Regions from separate parts of the Sorghum bicolor genome. Here region 1 is linked to region 2. The links are chromatin contacts, called in public HiCAR-type maps. All regions are on one chromosome and are shown on one strand. The core of a region is the stretch at or near the end of the contact, and the rest is flanking DNA. Distances in the headings are between cores, read along the strand shown. Region 1 holds the start of LOC8062833 (protein trichome birefringence-like 12). Region 2 holds the start of LOC110431730 (U-box domain-containing protein 33-like).

What was found. HiCAR-type assays count read pairs that join an accessible place to other places.
Region 1: a contact with region 2 is called in a HiCAR-type map of leaf, with 4 times the contacts expected there. The contact joins the promoter of LOC8062833 here to the promoter of LOC110431730 in region 2. A contact is called at or near these places in 1 of 4 Hi-C or Micro-C datasets (leaf mesophyll) and 1 of 1 datasets of contacts at active chromatin or transcription factors (leaf).

The regions. Positions count from the first base shown.
Region 1 is chr1:59,138,993-59,143,975 of Sorghum_bicolor_NCBIv3, reverse strand. LOC8062833 (protein trichome birefringence-like 12) reads right to left here and starts at 2,181. Exons shown (of 4, transcript XM_021447815.1): 1 at 879-2,181. The coding sequence starts at 1,409. LOC8062832 (pentatricopeptide repeat-containing protein At2g01860) reads right to left here and starts at 4,276. Exons shown (of 1, transcript XM_002464938.2): 1 at 2,382-4,276. The coding sequence starts at 4,080. The coding sequence ends at 2,611.
Region 2 is chr1:59,001,637-59,006,635 of Sorghum_bicolor_NCBIv3, reverse strand. LOC110431730 (U-box domain-containing protein 33-like) reads right to left here and starts at 3,173. Exons shown (of 7, transcript XM_021451179.1): 1 at 2,853-3,173; 2 at 2,159-2,352; 3 at 1,898-2,038; 4 at 1,330-1,655; 5 at 1,041-1,248; 6 at 190-951; 7 at 1-82. The coding sequence starts at 2,868. It overlaps LOC8058121 (translocase of chloroplast 120, chloroplastic), which reads right to left. Exons shown (of 2, transcript XM_002464931.2): 2 at 3,350-4,999. The coding sequence ends at 3,561.

The DNA.
Region 1 (4,983 bases), core at 932-3,431, 140 kb before region 2:
CATCTGTAACTAGATATCCTTGGGACTTGGCTGCTGGCCTCTCCTTGTATTCTTTCTCTTCTTAATGAAATGCCACACAGCTCTTCTGTGTCGTTCGAGAAAAAAGGCAAAAAAAGATAAAACAGACATTTTGCATGCTTATGGATCAGAACAGTTTAATTATGGTGAGAAAGTTGAAAACACAGGCTGGCTAATGTGTAAAATAATTTTTTTAGTGAACTGTGTTGCAGCATGCACCACTAGTGGAGTATCTTTCCTATACATCTAGAAATAGAATTATGGTTTACCGATCATCAACAATTAGCCCCTTTTAAAAACATGAACAATTTGAATTGTAAAATGTGTGTGTTGTTTTTGTGCTTTCTAGTCATCTATGGGAATGCAGTACGTGTTTGTTGCATGTGCATCTTCCTTGAAGATCATTTTTTATAGAATTCCCCACATGACTCAGATCGTGCCCTCTACCTCATGTAATGGCACCGCACTGCAGTCTTACATTTTTAAATGTTTCAATAGTTGTTCCAATTTCTAAGAACTCTTCTCGGACGCATGTTTGTATCCTAAACAAGCCAAGCAACTGAAACATCTCATCTCAGATATAACTACTGCTGCAATGTAGAAAACTACAACTACTGCAAACGTAGTAGATAGATAAACTCATATTTTCTATCTGCCCTCCTTACTCACAAATTTGCAACTGCGCTCTCTGCATCCAAGGCAATGCATTAATGAGAGGATGCTAACACCTCTTATCTAGTCTAGGTACCATTCATGGTAATCTCAGAGAAGTACTAGAAGGATTGCTCTTTTAATTATTGCTATGTTAAAAACTAAACAAACAGGTAAAGCAGCAGCTATCAGTAGCATAGAGCACTCACTGACGTGTACTTGGCGAGCAGGACGGCGCGGTGGTAAGCAACGACGACGTCCTCCTTCGGGAAGTACCCTCCGCGCCACGCGCCACGCCGCTTCCACTTGCGGGCGCCGTCGTCCGCCGAGCGGAGCGCGCAGAGGAGCGCGACAACGAGGTTCTCAGACAGTGAGTCACCCACGAGCCCAATCCGTCGCCCCCTGGCCGCGGCCAGGAACCCCGCGGCGTCGATCCTCGGTACGACGGCGCCACCGCAGCGGGTGGGCGCCCAGGAGAGCGCCGGGAGCTGGGGCCTGCCGTTGCGGAGGCAGTTCCAGGCATTGCGGTGGAAGGGGCAGGACGGAGAATAGAGTGGCGGCGGCGCGGGCGACGGGGTCGGCACCCACCGGCCGTCGGCCGCATCGGAGAGCGCGGCGCCGCAGGGGAGCGGCTGCGGCGGGGGCGAGCGCGGGCGTGGGGAAGATGGGAAGAGGAGGAAGAGCAGGAGGGTGAGGGCTATGGGGAGGAGGAGGACCAGAGGGAGGCGGAGACGCGGCATTGTGCCCGCCTCTGGCGACGGCGGGCACCCAGACACCGGCCTCCTGCTCAGTTTTCCTTTTCCCTCCCCTTCCCCTCCCTCTGGTCTCTCGATCTAAACGTTTTCTATGTTCTTGCCGTTTGGGTACCCTTGCTGGTTTGGCTTTCTGCAGCTTTTGCAATTTGCAAGTGGCGTAAAGCAAATTTCTTGTGTCAAGACTATTTCCCAGATACGATCGATGCAGTGATGCCGTGCTCATAGAGTTATGGTAATAGGTCACCAAACCAAAGTATGCCAACATTATCAGACCTCTCCGGATCCATGGATGAACACCAATCCAGCATTGATCAGTCCACTGGCATAAATAAAAGTAGACGAATTCAGCAGTGATCAATCTTGAAGGTGCAGCTTCAGATGTTCATTACTTGCTGCGAGTGATAAAAAAGCTTACAAGAGACAAATACTTGTTCGCTGTAACTTTGTAAGGTTAGAAGGAAGAATGCAGCAAAAGGTTTAACTTGCAGGCAGGCATATTAGCAGTTTCAGGATTTCAGCTTAAGCTCATGGCAGCAACCAAATTCATCCTTGTCACGAAATCATCGCTTGCTTGAGAAGTACAGGCGGAACTCGGCAGCAACGACAAGAAAACCTGCTTCTGCAATCTGGTGCTTCCTTCAACAATGAGGGTAACAAATGTTACAGCACAAATAAAAGCACTAGGTATAATTACAAATCTTTTCTACGGTTCGATGCACTGATGCTGTGATCATAGTCACAGTGAACACTGGTGTCTCTAAGTATGCCCAAAAATTTTGTCAGGACTCCAAGGCTTTCTCTTCAAGGATGAACACAAATTCAGCATTGAGCAGTCTCCTGGGCTCCTGGCATCGAACTACACAAATTCATCACTGCTGACTGGGCAGTCTTGAAGCTACAGCTTCAGAAACCCAGTTCTTGCATCGATTAAGAGCTTAAAAGAGACTGTTTATGGCATGGTCAGAAGAGGAACTTGCATGCATGCATTAGCAGTTTCAGGATTTTTACTGGAAAGTACAAGGGTAACTGGGCAACAACCAAAAGAATAGCTCACAATCTTCTGTCAAGTTACACTTGCTATTACTCTACAATAAATGCTACAGATAATTTGCTTCTACACAGTTTGGTGTTCCTGTCCTGATTCTACCCGTGCATAACACATGTCAACAACACTCATCAGAGTCAACTAAGGATGTCTGCCTCCGATTCCCGACAACTGCGAAAGCAGCCTCCTGTCCAGCTTCACGCCGGCCGACTCGGCATCTTTGATCAGCTGTCGGCACTTGGCCAGCCTTCCATCTGCCAAATAGCCCTCGATCAGACTGTCGTACATGTCGCCGGTTGGAATGAACCCAGCCTCCTTCATCCTTGACAAATAGCGGAGAGCCCTTTCTGGATCCTGCAATGCCACGCACAACTTGACAATAACTCGGTAGGCCGGCAGATCAAGCAGGCAGCCTGCCTGCTCCATTTCCCACACCAGGGACAGCGCCTCGCGGTGCCTCCCGTCACGGCAGCGGCTGTGGATCACTGTCGTGTACATCACCACTGTGGGGCTACCAGTGGACTCCCTGAACCAGCTGAACAGGCTCTCGACAGCTGCGTACCGTCGGAGCTTTATGCAGACCTTCATGACAGCCGTGCAGTCCTGCGGACGCAGCTCCAAGTCCGGTCTCTCGCCGAGCTCATCGACCAATGCCGATGCAAGCCCATAGCCTTCAGGTGTCCGGGTGGCTTCCAACATCAACTTCACGTAGATGCTGGGGTGCAGCGTCCTGTTATTGATCCTTGCAAGTTCCAGGAGTTTGCGCACACGATCTACTTTCCCTGCCCTGATGAACCCGCTCGCCATGGCCTCAAGAACGGCACGGCTGGCCGTGGGGACACATTGCTCCAGCGCAGAGTCCACTCTGAGCTGGTCAAAGCGTGCCAAAACTTCGATGGCCGAAGCAAGAACCCGGTCGTCAGGGAACAATGGCACAGCTTTCTGCCTCTGAGCCCAGCACAATGTCTGCAGCGCGCGCTCTGGGAGCCCCATGTGCCCAAGCTCACGAATGGTAAGTGACAAGGAGCCTTTCCGGAGGAACCTCGCCCACCGGTCGAGCACCGTGGAGACATCGTGCTCTGGAGGAAGCACGGCGATCTCCCGGGAAATCCCGAGGAGGAACTCCGGGTTCTTGCGCACCTGGTCGCTGACGGAAGCGCGAGAAGAGAGCCCCGCTCTTGCAGCGAGGCGGACGTGCTGCTTCGGCGCAGGAGCGACGGGCAGCCTCGTCTTGTGCGGCAGTGGCAATGGGAGCGCCCTCTGCCTCGCGGGGTTTGGCGGCTTCAGGGGCTTCTGGCGCATCGGCCGGTCGAAGAGCGCCGAAATAGCATCAATCTCTTCTTTGCTCCAAATTAAATCCTCTGTCTCATCGTCCTCTTCAGCGCCATTCTCGGCATATATCTCGTCACTGAATTCTGACTCCTCCATCTCCTTGCCATGACCTCTATCAGTACCAGATAACTCTGACGAGCAAGAAATCTGAGACACCGAGCGGAAAGAGACATGGCTGCAGAATCCCCGGGCTCTGAGCTTCACCAATGCGGGGCAAATGGCAGGCGCTGCCGGGAGCAGCCAGCTCACCAGCGTAGGGGCGGCCTTCACTTGGGGCATCAGCAGTGGATAATCCAGAACAGAGCTGGGGTAATTGAAACTTCAAATGGATCCGCCCTGAGTCGCTGGGGGCCCAGCCGCCGGCCACCTTTGCAAAGCCGAGGATCCGCAGCCGCCGGATGGCTGGGGCCTGGGGCAGGATTGGGGAGGGGCGGAGGGCGCCGCCGCCGCCGCCCCGCGCGCGCCGAGCCCCGCGGCCGGGAGCCGCAGCCGCCCCCGCGCCGCCGCCGGATGCGCCCCGCCGCCCCACGCAACGAGCCCCCGAATCCCCTCTGCCCCCTGCGCGCGTGTACTGCCGACGCCGGCGGCGGCGGATGCGCCCCGACGCCCCGCTCTATCCTAGTTTTTTTTTTTTTTTATCCTCGCTCTATCCTAGACCTAGTTGCAGCTGCGAGCCCGCTGCCCACGACCCGTGCGTTTTTGCTTCTGGCTGATGAGAAGCGGAAGATAAGGCAAGGGGCTATTTGGTCTTTTGGCCTTTATCTTTGGGATTCTATAACTTTTCTAAGTTAGCACATGAGGCTATCTCAAATTCATAGGTGGGATTCTATAATTTTCTTAAGTTCACATACAAGACTATCTCAAATTCATAGTATGAGAGATCTCCTACAACTAAAAAAATAAGTATGAATAATTTTTGGTGCGATATTTGTCTTGAGATCATCCTTTTTCTTCCATGCAATCGCCTCCTCGCAATCGATGTGAGAAGAAAAGTCACGGAAGTCATGCAATCGACGTCACCCTTAGTAGGAAACTCATGGACCGCATACGACAAGCGACCTGCCCCTCGGGCCTTGGCACACAATCCTCGGCCAGCGCCTTACCTCCCTCAGTCCCTAGCTGTAACCCTCTTCTCACCTTGCCATTCGTGATAACAATGGTAGCAGCTCGAGATGTCAACTG
Region 2 (4,999 bases), core at 1,924-4,423:
CATGTGCTTCAAGCCATTCCTCTATGGCCTCGGCTTCATAGGTGAATCCATCCGCTGCTATGTGTGGATTCTTCATGACCTTCTGATCTCATTAGCAGCATCCATATGAATATATGTCAGCACAACTTCTGATGGATGAAAGTAACTATCATGGACATAAAAGGATTCAATGTGAAGCAACACATGTACCTGCAGAATCGGGCACAAAAAGTAATGTGGCACGCTGCTTTCATCCTGAATAGATGAAGAAGTTGAGGGGCATGCTGATAAGGAGGCATTCTTCATCATTGTCTCAACCACTGGCCACACATCAGTGACAAGGTCAGCGCGCCGCCTCCTTTTCTCTGCTGCGCATCTCATAGCAATACGCGCAAGCTGCTGCACCTGAACAAAGGGCCATTCACCAGCGGATCTGTCGATGATGGTGTGCAGTTCGTCATTGATCATTGCATCCTCCACTCTCTTCACTATCTCCCTTGGGTGTCTCCCTGTTAAGAGGCGTAGGATGATGATACCAAACGAGTAGACGTCTGATCCTTGGGTCAACTCACCGTGGGCCATGTATTCTGGGTCTGAATAAAACATTGTCCCAATTGGATGGTCAGTAAGATGGACCATGGTGCTGGTGTCGGATGGCACAAGAAATCGAGCAATGCCGAAGTCTCCAAGCTTGCTCACTAAATCAGCATCAAGGAGGATGTTGGAAGGCTTAAGGTCACCGTGGACAATAGGCTTGGGCTTATGACTGTGGAGGAAGATTAGCGCAGAACAAATCTCTCCAATAATCCTTGTTCGGACCTGCCATGTCAGCGCTGGGGTGTTACCCTTGCAGGAAAGACGGTCTTCAAGGCTTCCATTTGGTAAATAATCATACACAAGAGCTGACACTTCATCACATGCTCCTAAGAGATTGACAAGATGCGGGTGCCTCACTTTGGTCAGAATCAAAACCTGGAATGACAGCACAAATTTTGTATCACTTTGCATAACCTCTACATAAATACTAGTAACATGGAATTGCGACATCCTACTTTAATTACCTCGCGTTGAAACTGCAGTAAGCCTTGGAGGTTCTCATTATGACGTAAAATCTTAATGGCCACGGCGGTGTCACAGATAGTGCCCTTGTAGACACGTCCATACCCACCTTCTCCAATTTTTAGTAATTCACTGAAATTTTCAGTTGCCAGCTTCAGCTGATCCAAGGTAAACTGAGTGTGTCCTTCAGAATATCTGACTGCAATGTCCCTGTAAGGCCACAACTGGTTGTCAAGGGAAGTTCTGTATGATTCCGAATCATTTTCTATAACATTAGTATCAGAAACATACTGCACCGGCGCCAACTTGGGCTTATTTTTCTCCTGGAACTTTGCAAGGTATTCGTCTCGGTGGATCTTAAGCTGACTAATTCCTTCTCTCAGTGTTTCTATCTCATGTTTATCCTGTTCATGAGCTTCCTTAGCTGCTCCTAAAGGTTGAAGCAAGATCTGGTCACTTGCCTGATGAAACTTTTCAAGATATTCATCACGCTGGATCTTTAGCAGTTCAATATCCTTTTTAAGCTTTTGTATCAAGCGCTGATCTGCAGCACGAGCTTCCTCAAATCCTTTCGAGTGCTGTAGCTCTTTTAAGAGGTGATCCTGTAGTTTCTTAGCCTGAAAAGGTAGCTATATTAACTAGATATAGTTTAAAAAATATTAACTAGATATTATGTACATAGGATGGATGGAACATGTGCTTCCTAGTGACAGATTAATATTGCAACAATAATTTACTCATGACACTATAATGTGTTTCCATACTTGAGTGTGGATTAAAAACATACATTAGTGAAGAAAGTAAGAACAAAAAAAATGCAAACGAAGTTCAGAACAAAAAAAATGCAAAAGAAGTTTACTTTCTTGCGGACGACTAGGAGCTCCTTCTCAACCTGTTGGCGCTGGCAAGACTCTTCAAGGTTTTCTTTCTTCAACTTGACAATCTCATCAAAGGCCTTCTGAAGTCTATCTTGCAAGTCGGCATCAAAATCCATATCTTCCTGTCCATAAGTTACAGATGCATCACAAAGGATACTTGCTTCAATTGATGAACATCCACCAAAAGAAACAGTTCAGGGTACAGCTCAATAAAGAACCAGGATGCTAAGTTTGGTGCAAACCAGATCTCTATGAGGTGCCGGACTCTGAACATGTTCTGTTGGGGGCATCTTCAGATCAACTGAGAGGGACGACAGAAGCTCCGACCTAGAGCCACTGTGCTCGGTACTGCTGTCCTCGTGCAAGGACAACGAATCTGAGTAGTCCAATTCATCGGACATGAATGATGATACACTGTAAGAGCTTGAGCTAGCACCTGAAACAAAATAATCATGTTATAATAAGCAGTTAAGAGTAAGGGATAAGGATTACTTGTTATCTAATTCTGTAACTACATGAAAAAGGTCTTAGCATGTCCATGCCTGACGGTCTTATCAATTAGGTGATAGGAGGTTTGGCTTCTATTTCCCATCCGTGCCAAGAACGGAAACCAAAACCGGAGCAAGCTATTATCCATGGGGAACAAATTCAGGAAGAAGAACAGTTAGCAAGGCTATCGCACCACAAAAACACTGGAGCCATGGCGTCAGGTACGCTCATACATGCAGTAAAAGATATCCAGAGGCAGCCATAGACCTTAGTTAATATTCAGAGGAACTTATTAAGAACTGAGAAGAGCAGAGCTCATAAGAATTTCGTGCAGTCTCACTAGACTCCGGGTAGCCTAAAAGCACGCGTGAATTTATGAATAGGAGCATGGGATCAGAAGGTAGAGGTAGATAATAAAAATAAAAAGAAGATTGTAGGAGTCGTTACCTTGGCGGCGACTCATCTGCGGTGAGACTGAAGCGCAGAAAAGGAGATGGAAATTTCTGCCCCCTCGAAACAGGGAATCTTCTCAGCTACGCGCAACTTGTCAACGTCCCTCCCCCGGGCCCCGGGGCCGTCTGAAAAAGAACGAAAAAGTCTCCTGGACAAGCCCATCAGATGTGACAGCATCCGTAGTTACTGGTAAGATAAAACGTGTAGCCCGGAAGGCAGACAGAAAGATTTGTTGTGACAGAAAAAAACTGCTAAATAGCTAGTAAATTTGGCTGATAAGCTCAAACGAACAAAGCAGTTTTGGTGACTCGTTTTCAGGAGGAATTTCTGTGAAACGTCATTGACTGGTTCGTTTGTTTCGCTCTGACTTGGAAAATTACAATTATCCAACTTTTGAAAAAAAAAAAAGGCTCGGAATGCACTAGGATTCAGATGTTAATATAATATAGCAATAGAGTATGCCCAGAAATCTGACAAAGTGACACGATGAATTCTCCAATCCAGCTTCATCAGAAAGAGCTCAGGGAAAAGCCTTACATTAGATGAGTACTGTCACAAAAAGAAAGAGCCCAGGGAGAGCATAGTTACAAAAGTTGGTAACAAAAGAACAAAATAAATTGAAAGTAAAAAGTTCTAATTTATGCTAGATTTTAACCTATGATGCTCTGCTCACTGTTTTCTCAGGCTTAAATGGAAAAAATACTAGCCAGATTCTGAGTAATAATTCTGTAACAGCTTCATAATGTTTTGGAATATTGGCACGAGAGCAACGAGTGCGATCTCAAGATGCTCCGAGCTGTTCAGGCGAATCCCGAATTGGCCAGTCCCCTTGTTGCTTAGATTCGCATGGCCAACCAAGTTGCTAGCTCTTCCAGCAGGGATCTGAGACTGGATGTTGCAGCCAATTGCCAGATCCCCATGCCAATCCACAACAGATAACGCGATAGTGGAAAGCATCCGCCCAATCGGGTAATCTTTGTCCCTCATTGTTGCTTCGAGGCGGCCTCCATACGCCACATCTCCCCTCCCACTCATGGCCCCACCGCTAATCAGGACCCTGAGCTGCTTGTTCACTATCAGTTTGTCCTCAATCTTCACACCAGCTGATACTGAATCCCCAAGGAGCGTGGCAGATATCCCAGCAGCTGTATTGTTGCGCCTGAAGTTCTTAAATCTCGATTCACCACGAATTGTGTATGCCATATCCTTGCCAACAGACTGCAAATCAAGCCCAAGTGAAGTAGTCTTACCCTCAGCATGCTTAATTGAACTTGCAGCCTCCATTTGCAGGGAGCAATCCTTCTTGTCTTTTGTAAGCTGGCCAGACACGGATAGAGGAACTTTACCTTTTACAGCAAACAACCTTTCAACATTAAGTCCCTCATAACCAACATCATGGTCCCAGCCCTGGGTTTCCAATACAGGTCTGACAAGCCATTCACTTGGTGTATCCAAAAAACGATAGCGATGGCTAGGATAGCCAGAATCAAAAGATGAGGGCAGTACCATGTCAGGCATAGGCACTGAAACATTAGTTGGAGTATTAGAATCATCTTCTAAGTTGCTGTTACCGAAATCATTTGCTCGAGCACTGGCTTCTGCTGCCATTTTCTTCATCAATTTACGACGCTTGCTTTCCTCTTTCAGCTGTTTTCGGTAGAACAACTTCTCTCTGTAATCTAGCTCCTCAAGATAGGCCTTCCTCTGCTCCTTGTTCAGCTTGGCAAGCTGAGCTTTTGTGAGACGCTTAAATGGAGGTAAATCATCATAATCTGAACCATCATCTGAATCAGAATCATCTGCCGAATCATCTTCAAGATCATCATCATCACCACCAAATTGCTCCTCTGGTAACTTCAATGGGGCACGAGACTGAAGAAGGGAAGAAAGGAGGAAAGGCAGTGGAGGAATCCTTGTACGAGAAAGTTTACTCATGGGACTATCCTGCAACTTGAGGAGCACATTGGCTTCTGCTAACACCTTTGAAGCAAAACAAAGCAGCAGTAGCTGTGGCTTCCAGACTTGTCCATTTGGCAATACCCTCTGGCCAGCCCTATTTGTCCTGCATGCTGAGTGGTTTTCCACCAGGGATACTGGGTTCATAAGACGGACATCACCAGCAGCTTGCCTTATAGCTTGCT